Regions from separate parts of the Mus musculus genome. Here region 2 is linked to region 1. A link is a contact called in public Hi-C data. All regions are on one chromosome and are shown on one strand. The core of a region is the stretch at or near the end of the contact, and the rest is flanking DNA. Distances in the headings are between cores, read along the strand shown.

Region 1 (4,194 bases), core at 729-3,228:
AAGCTATCCTCTACCATGGCAGAGATGTAGGAGGAGGCTTGCCTAAGCATCTACAGGGCCCTAAATTCAGTCTCTAGTGCTGCAAAAACAAATACTCAACACCAGAAGGGAGATTTTGATTTTGAAGATTCATAGCTGATATGGGGAGATACTGAACATTGCTGAGTTCTCTGTGATGTGTGAATAGCCAATCAAGAGACAACCTGTACAAATCAACAAGGGCATAGCCAGGGAAAGAGATCTGGAAAAAACAAATCTGCTTTGAAACATTTGGTGATGCCATTTAGGTAAGGATAAGGGTGAAGCCAGTTGGGCAGTGGGACTCAGGAATGTCCCTTTGAGGGTAGGGAGAGTGGCAAAGATCCTCATTAGCTGAGAAGGTGTGGGTGGGCATTTTGAGGAAATAAGGTGGTTTGTTTCATCATTATAGAAGCATCAGAAATTGCATGTAGTGATTGACAGTGAGATCAGTTCAAGAGGCCAAGCTGAGAGGTAGGAGGGGAAATGGCGGGCTCTCTTAAAAACCCTGTTCCTGGAGACAGAAGCTTTGATCAAAGAAGCATCCTTAAAAGAAAGCTCTGCAGGAAAGATTTGAGAGGGGGTTTTGTTTTCCTTTGTTGAAGCAGGGTCTCATTTTAGCCCTGGCTGACCTGGAACTCATCTTGTGGCCCACGTTGGCCATGAACTCACTGCAGCCGTCCTATACCAGTTCCCACGTGCTAGGAATTAAGGTGTGAGCCCCCATACCTGGTAAGATAATGGTCTATCTTAAGTCTGTCTTCCTTAGGGGATACCTTATATTCAGCCTGAAAAAAAAACTTCTCTTTTTGCCCTATTTATTATGGATCCTTCCCCCCGCACCCCCCCCCCCCTTAAGTTATTGATGGAATCGAGGCTTTTGGAGTGGCTATAGCTTTACCACTGAGCTATATTTCCAGCCTTGGGCCACATTTATAATTCCCAAATGCCTGCATTTGTTTTCTGATGGGAAAGGTACAATTGTCTTTCTCAGTCTTAGTAGCCAAGTCTTTGTCTTTCTCTCTCTCTCCCTTTCTTTCTTTCGTTTCTTTTTTTCTGAGACATGGTTTTACACTCTGTATAGCCAAGGCTGGCCTGGCTCGCGATGTACACCAGGCTGATCTGGTACATGCAAGATCCTCTTGTTTTAACCTCTCTAGTGCTTTTCCTCGTTGAAGAGTTTTCCATGTCTGCTTCCCTCCAATCGCTCAACATCACATTTTAGCTTCTTGGCTATGAGACCGATTGTGGTCTAAAGGCAAGAACAATAAGCTTCCTCCAAGGTCTAAACTAAAGCTTCCGAATTTACTTTGACGTGTATTAAGTTTTGAACTAAAGAGTGTGACAGATACAATCCTCTTACAACTGAACACGAAGAAACCATTTTTTTTTCCTCTGCACACCAGCTCCTATAGTTCCTTGTTCTGGTTCAATAGGAAAGCTCACTCGTAGCAAATCATTCCCTCTGGGTAAACAGACACAATGCTTAAGTCGTTTGCAATCGACCATTGAAAATAATTTTGAATATCTTCTAGAAGTGGTAGGGCATAAATCAATCATACGTTAGTACGGTAATAAAAACAAGCCCTACTGTTTGAGGAAGAGTTGACTAAACGCTTTCGGAATCCTGAAACCTTCATAAGACGACGCCTAGCATTATGTTGGCCGCTGACACAAACACACGCTCCATCCCGAGTCATTAAACCGTGGCGGCCCACTCCCTTCTCAGATCTCTTCAGAAATCGTCGAGGAAGCTGGGTGAGCGTTCCGAGGCACTCTGCCCGCACTGTTTACATTGTGGACCCGGCCGAACTACAACTCCCAAGATGCATCACGCTTCCAAAGCCTCCCGAGGGGAGGCTTCCGGTTTAGGCCAGCGCGGCTGCGCACGGGGTGTGGTCTTACTGGCTCGGCCCGCCTCGTGCGATGCGCGTCACGGCTACGCGCGGGCGCGGAGGCGGGGAGACGCGGCGGCGGCGGCGGCGGCGGTCGCGGCGGCGCGAGCACAGTCCCGACGCGGTACCGCGGTGGCGGCGGCGGCGGTGGCGGCTCCAGCGAGCGGCCCCCTCCCTCCGCGCCCCCCCTCTCCCTCCCCGAGGCGCTGCTTCCCGAGGCGCCCGAGCCGCGCGGTGAGACGGCCGCTAACTCGGGCGAAGGGCTGTGGCTCGAGCGCGGCTTCCCGGGCTCAGCAGATTGCCCGGGTCGGAAGGAGGTGAGGGCTGAGGGACAGGTGTCCCCGGCGCGGGCCGGGAGCGCGCGCCTGGCCGGCTCCGAGCGCGGCCGGAACTCTGACCTGCGGCCGCGCGCCTGGTGCGGGGCCCAAGCAGCGGCCGGGGGGGTGGGGTGGGGGGGGGGGCCGGGGCCGCGCTCCGTGCAGCTGCGGTCGCGGGCGCCCGCTGCCCTGTCCCCGCCGCGGGGCAGAGTCCGAAGCCCCTCGCTCCGTCTCTAGTCGATTTCGGAGCCGGTACCCCCGCGATGGCCGGAGACTGAAATCCTCCCGCCCCGACTTCTAGTTGGTGTCTTCTGCCACTTCTAGGGATTTCTCTGGCAGGCTTGCTTCGGATGGCTTGTGCTCAGCGCGACTTTTCCAACCACTGGGATGGGAAGGTTGCCCTCACCTTTCCTTAGGTGGCGCGTCAGGCTGTCACTGCGGGATAGTTCTTGGGCCCAGTTCTGAGCCCCTTTGGGTTTTTATTTGCCAGTGGTTAGCTTGTTAGAGAATTGCTGGAAACGGCTATAAAATAAGTTTTGATGAGTCCGAGGGAGCGCTAGACCAGACAGCTAATGAGTCTCTTCTTTTGTTTTTTTTGACCTTGATTTAAACATTTGTTTCTGGAGTTTGAAAACTTCACGAGAGCGTTGAGCAATGAATTTTTGATAAATGACATGACCACCTGGGATTTGGTAGGTACAATGCTTCATTGGTGGTTTTAGTATTTTAGTGGAAATGATCTTTTAGTTGCATTTATGTTTTACTCTGGTTGTCTCATTTAAAGAAAAAAAAACTTTAAAAAAATTAAAATTATCCAGTTTATTATGGTGTGTTTCTGTGTGACTCCTGTGTTCATGGCACACGTGTGGAGGTTAGAGAACAACTTGGTAAAAGTTGATCATCGTCTACGTTTATGTGGTTCCGGGTATCGAACTCAGGCGGCAAGGTCTTGAAAATTTGCCTGGCAAGCATACTCTTTAGCCATCTCACTTGATGGCCTGTAATTCTTGTGTTGCTGTGTTCATTGTGTTTCCCCAAAGCAGAATGCTTACCCCTGCTCCCCAAGGAGCAAGGTAAAAATACTGCAGTCTTTTAGGATTTTAAAATTTATTTGTTCATAAAACACTTCCCAACTAAGTGTATTTGTTTTGTTTGTTCGTGGGTGAGGGTGTGCAGGTCTCACTCTGTAGCCCAAACATTAAGAATCCTGCTTCAGCCTTCTGTGTGTTAGCATGAATCACCTACCATGTTGTGAAGACAGGCAGGATCAATGTAGTTCAGGCAAGCTTTAATTTCTAAATCTTACCTATGAGTCCAGAATCCTGGTATGGACAGATGCTCTACTCAAAGCCCGCCCTCCCTTTGACATGGTCTCACTCTGTAGCCCTGGCTGTCTTGGAACTCATGTAGATTAGGCTGGCCTTGAACTCAGAAATCCACCAGTTTCTGCCTCCCATGGGCTGGGATTAAGGATGTGCACCACCAATACAACTCAAAAAATAAAGCTCAGAGCCTTAATTTTTTAAAGGGGGAATTATGTTTGTCAGTTCTAAAGTTTCAAGTGTCTTCTTACCACAGGCCACTCTAAGATCTTGTCACACATCCTGCTCATTTGTACACTGCTTGTAGAATAGAATTCTTCATTCTTTGAAATTTGTCACAGTGAACGAACTGTAAACTAAATTATTTTAGCAGCAGGGATTTCCACCTGTAGGCTTCAGCAGATTGATGGTAAATTATAAAATTTTTTTGAGAAATTCAAATTAAATATGAAAGATACCTTCCCAGTTTCTCTGTAACTGGCTACCCACCAGTTTATGTTTCAGGCTTTGGGCTACTTAGCAGATTTTATCTTCTGTGGATGAGAGTAAGATTTCCGGAGCGTAAAGAGTGTGTTTTTCCATCCTTGAGTTCATTGTCTAAACTTAAAAACAAATGAAAAAAAATTTCCCATGAGTAATATC
Region 2 (4,194 bases), core at 576-3,075, 1.1 Mb before region 1:
AACTTCCACAGACCTCACAGCCTAAAATTTTGGCTCAGCTCCCACCCATCTCTCTCTGCTGTTCCACAGATGCCCCCATCTTCCACTTGACCCTGCTTGTTTCAGGTACCGTTCCACCAGTGAGATTTTTGAACGCTTTAAGCGAAATGTTTCTGAGGCTCCTGGTTTGGAACAGAACTGCTCAAATGTCTTTTCAGTGAGAAACAGCCCAGCTGGGGGTCATTTTCTCCTCCCTGGATTCTGCACACACCGATTGTGCAAAGCACTCTTGCAAGACGTTCCTACATCCAAGACAACTTCATCCTGGACACTGCAGTCCCAGGAATCATCTTTCTCTACTTTCAGTTTACTTGTATCGTGAGGCCCTTGGCAAAGGACTAGCCAGACACAAACAGCAATCCTCTATGTTTTGACACTTTGGCCCTGTCTGAAGATGTCACTCTGACTTTCCCAGTACGGGGAGCACTATGACATTTCCCAGCAGCCCTCAGACTTTTTTAAAAAACACAGTTTTTCCAGTAAAAATAGTCACCCTCTCCCCACCCTCTTTTGGTAAATCTACAAAATTAGATAAGAACTATCCTTTTGTTTCATATCCTCCGACTCAGCGACTGGACACAGTTCCTGGGGTCAGCTGTGGAAGTGGAGGGGAAGGGGCTGGAAAAACCAGTGGAGGAAGAGAAGGCTTGAAGGGAGACAGGGAGGAAAGTTTATGCGTGGAACAGACACTAGGTTTTGCACAGGTTCGCTGTTTTTTTGTTATGCTTTGTTTTGACAGTAAGTAAGGTTCAACCGCCAGGGGTGTGTCAGTTTCCTAAGAGCGCAGCGGGGCGTGGGGGTGGGGTGGTCCTCCCTGGCAGTAACAAACTGGCAGACTTCCACACATGTTAACTCAATTTTGGCAGGCTCGGTTCTGGGACACACGTGGTGGTGAAAAAAAGATGGGATGGACGGCATCTTTCAACCCACATCCTGTTTGATTCCCCTGGGCACTGGGCTCGCCCGCACTACCCAACCTGTGGGGACCCCCGAGGCCAGGCTGGGGCACCTGAGCATGGGAGAGCTGGAGGATTGACTGCTCAGGAAGCAAGGAGTTAGGGGCCAGTCCAGATTATTTCAGCTCCTGCCAAGGTTAGGTCCATGTCCATCCCGAGCTGCCAGCCTCTGGTGCCTCCATCTTCCAATTCCGAGGCCCAGACGGAATTGTCACCCCGCCTCGCGCTACCAGTGACTCCGCCGCCCGCGTAGTTTCCCTAGAACTCCCCCTCACCGCGACTCCACTCCCGGAGTCGCTGCCAGCGCGCCTCCACGCTGCGCCCATGCCCGGGACCGTCCTCCGAGCCCCTAGGGCGGACTTTCAGCCTCCCCGGGCCCGCCAGAGCCTGGGCCGTCCGCCCCTTCGCACTCGCGACGGCTCTCAGCACCTTTGACAGCCCTCCGCACTCCCGACGGCCCTCCCGACGCCCGCCCCTCTGACACCTCTTCACCACCCTCCGCCGTCCTCTCCACCACCCCCGACGGCCCGGGCATCCCCGCTCCGCCCGGCTTCTCTCACCTCCTGCGCGCAGACCGGAGCCGGGAAGTCGAGGAGGCGCGGGGAGGCGCGGCCCGGGGCCAGAACGTTCAGCAGCAGAAGCAGCCATCCCAGCGCGGGCCCGGGGACGACCCGTGGCCAGCAGCGCCGAATCGCCATAGCCCTCGGCCCGGTCGCGGAGCGCTCGCAGCTGGCTCCGCGCGACAGCGAGGGCCCGCGATGGCTTTCCCGGCCGAGGACTGGCGCTCGTCGGCTTCACACGGCCTCCTCTGTCCCGCTTCCGGCTCCCCCGAGGGCGGGCCGCTCGGGGCGGGGCTTGGGTGGGGGCTGTCCTTCCTCTGGCCCCGCCTCCGCCTTGGCCCAGGTGTGCTCCTGGCCTCTTTGGCTCTCCTTGGATGTTGCTCAGCTAAGTAAGATAGGAGCCCAGGAACCCGTTTTAAGGAGCCGAGCCCCGCTGTCAACTTGCTGTGGAGCTATGACTGTCCTCGCCATCGTACCCTCCCGGTTTACACTGATCTGTTTCATCATTTTAGTCTAATTTCCGACTCGGGACTCCAAGGAGTTTGTTTGCTCAATCTCCCTTTCAGTTTTTATGGAGAAACAAGCCCATCGCATCGTCGTAATGCTTATTTCTCGTTTTTGTTTTTTTTGTTTTTTCTACAAAGTTCTAGTTTTTGATGGCCAGATCATGTAGCTTAAGTCTCATATAGCAAGTCCATGAAACTATATTTTTTCCCTTTCAGCGTTGAATCATACATTTGCACACTCAAAAACAAAACAAAACAAAACAAAACAAAAACCCAACAAAACAAAACAAAACCCTGGACAGTGAATTAGTCACCTCATGGCTGGACTAAAGCAAACACGGCATTCTGTAACAGAGATGTGTGTGTGTGGGGGGGGGGGGGTAGCATTGCTAAGTATGAAGGGTTAAAAGTGGATCAGAGGAGGGAAACGGAGACAGCCTGTGTAGACAGCCAGCTCTTTCAAGGAGCCTCACTGTGGCCTCGCCGAGTGCAGTTTGGCTGGGTAAGGTACACAGCATAGGAAGGTTTGAGGCCAGGCTGAGGGCAGAGGCGTGGAAGGATGGGGGACTGAGCAGTACAACGGACAGAGTCTCTGACAAGGCCTGGGGATGCCCTCTAGAACCCCCTGGAGAGAAAAAAAAAATTCAAAGAAGCCACTAGGAATTCAAATTTCTCCAAGACTAACACTTCTTGTAATGAAAATATGTGCTCATGGTTGCACCGCTGCTAAAAACTGCATTCTGGGTATCAACCGCAACATCTAAGAATGTGAGGCCACGATCTGACCACCTGGAGTAAGGCACAGGACCCCTTAACGTTGGGAATAAAACCAAGCGCGACTCTCACTGGATGCGCTTATGCGCTCAGTAAGACACGGCTGTACACCGTTTTGCAGAAGGAAACTTTTGTCTTACTGAAACCCTTTGGCTATTTTCTCAGACCCAACAAGGGGCTCTCTCTTTATTACCAAGGTTCTTGGGAGCTGATTCCCATCTCGGGAGGTGTAGTCGCCAGCGGCCACGGAGAACTGGGTTCCCGAAAGGAAAGCTGGGGTTGGATAGGAATGATGACTAGAGAAGAATGAGACCAAGACAAAGATTCTGATCAAGGCCCAATGTTTAATCCTTGAAATTTAAAGGGGGGGCCCCATCCCCCACTATGCCAGGATCTCGTGGGAAGCTGCAGAAGTGGCAGGACAATAGACTTTACCTAGGTCAGAAGACTCCACCCTAGGTGGGCTAGCCTACTGCAGCAAAACAAGGTCTAATTCAGCCCGCCCAAGGCTGTGGAGGGAGGGCACAGGGAGGTACACCCTGTTGTCTTGTGGGCTTGGATGAGGACCCACACTCTAATTTCTAGACTGACAGAAACCCCAAACCAGAAGTAAACCAGGACCGCAAAGCTCAAGTTAGCACCACGGCATGAAGCACCACGCGAAGCCCGGCAGGAGAACCGCACTATAGAACACTGCCTGCTTTGGTGGCTGCGACATCCCTGAGGTTGTGTGAGACAGGCTGGAAGCATGTGCAGACTCTCATCTGAGGTTCCTGTCTCCCAAGAGGGACCAGAGACAGGGGGAGTGATTTGGGCAGGCGCAGGAAACCTCCATGTAGCCCTAAGGAGCCCGCTCTGGAGGATCCCTTCATGTGGCATAAGGTGGTCAGCACAGACTCACTTCGGGAGTGACCTCGGCAGGAATTTTACACGGACCCCCACCAGCAGCCACGAAGGACCTCGGTGACGCTCTCTGGGATTTTCACAAAGGAAAGGGGAGGATGAAGCCTCTGATCCGGACATCACAGCGGCAAGCTAGGGATGGAAAGGCAGGTTTCTTTTTTTTTTTTTTTTTTTTAAACACTCTGAGAATAAGCTTTATTAACTACTTTTCCAGGAAACAGATTCAGTAAATACAGCACTTTAGGAACATACTTGTGCTGTTACACAAGTCTGTTAAGTTTTTATGTACTCTTCAATGATGCTGATCAGGAAAACCTCTCATTGGTGGAATTACTTCTCCGGTCTCCAGAATTGTATCACCTGGAAATATCCTGGGTTTCGAGCTAATAATGGCGTATGGTTTAGTAGCCATATGATATTTGCCAGGTTTCATTTTGTGGAAAGGAGAAGAATAAA

Evidence for each region. A called contact is a pair of places that touch in the nucleus more often than the background predicts.
Region 2: a contact with region 1 is called in a Hi-C map of CD4 T cells, with 3 times the contacts expected there. The contact joins the promoter of Il17ra here to the promoter of Adipor2 in region 1. A contact is called at or near these places in 1 of 484 Hi-C or Micro-C datasets (CD4 T cells) and 1 of 115 datasets of contacts at active chromatin or transcription factors (pancreatic cancer cells).

Annotation. Positions count from the first base shown.
Region 1 is chr6:119,386,518-119,390,711 of GRCm38.p6, reverse strand. Adipor2 (adiponectin receptor 2) reads left to right here and starts at 1,978. Exons shown (of 8, transcript NM_001355692.1): 1 at 1,978-2,230.
Region 2 is chr6:120,460,828-120,465,021 of GRCm38.p6, reverse strand. Il17ra (interleukin 17 receptor A) reads right to left here and starts at 1,825. Exons shown (of 13, transcript NM_008359.2): 1 at 1,556-1,825. The coding sequence starts at 1,693.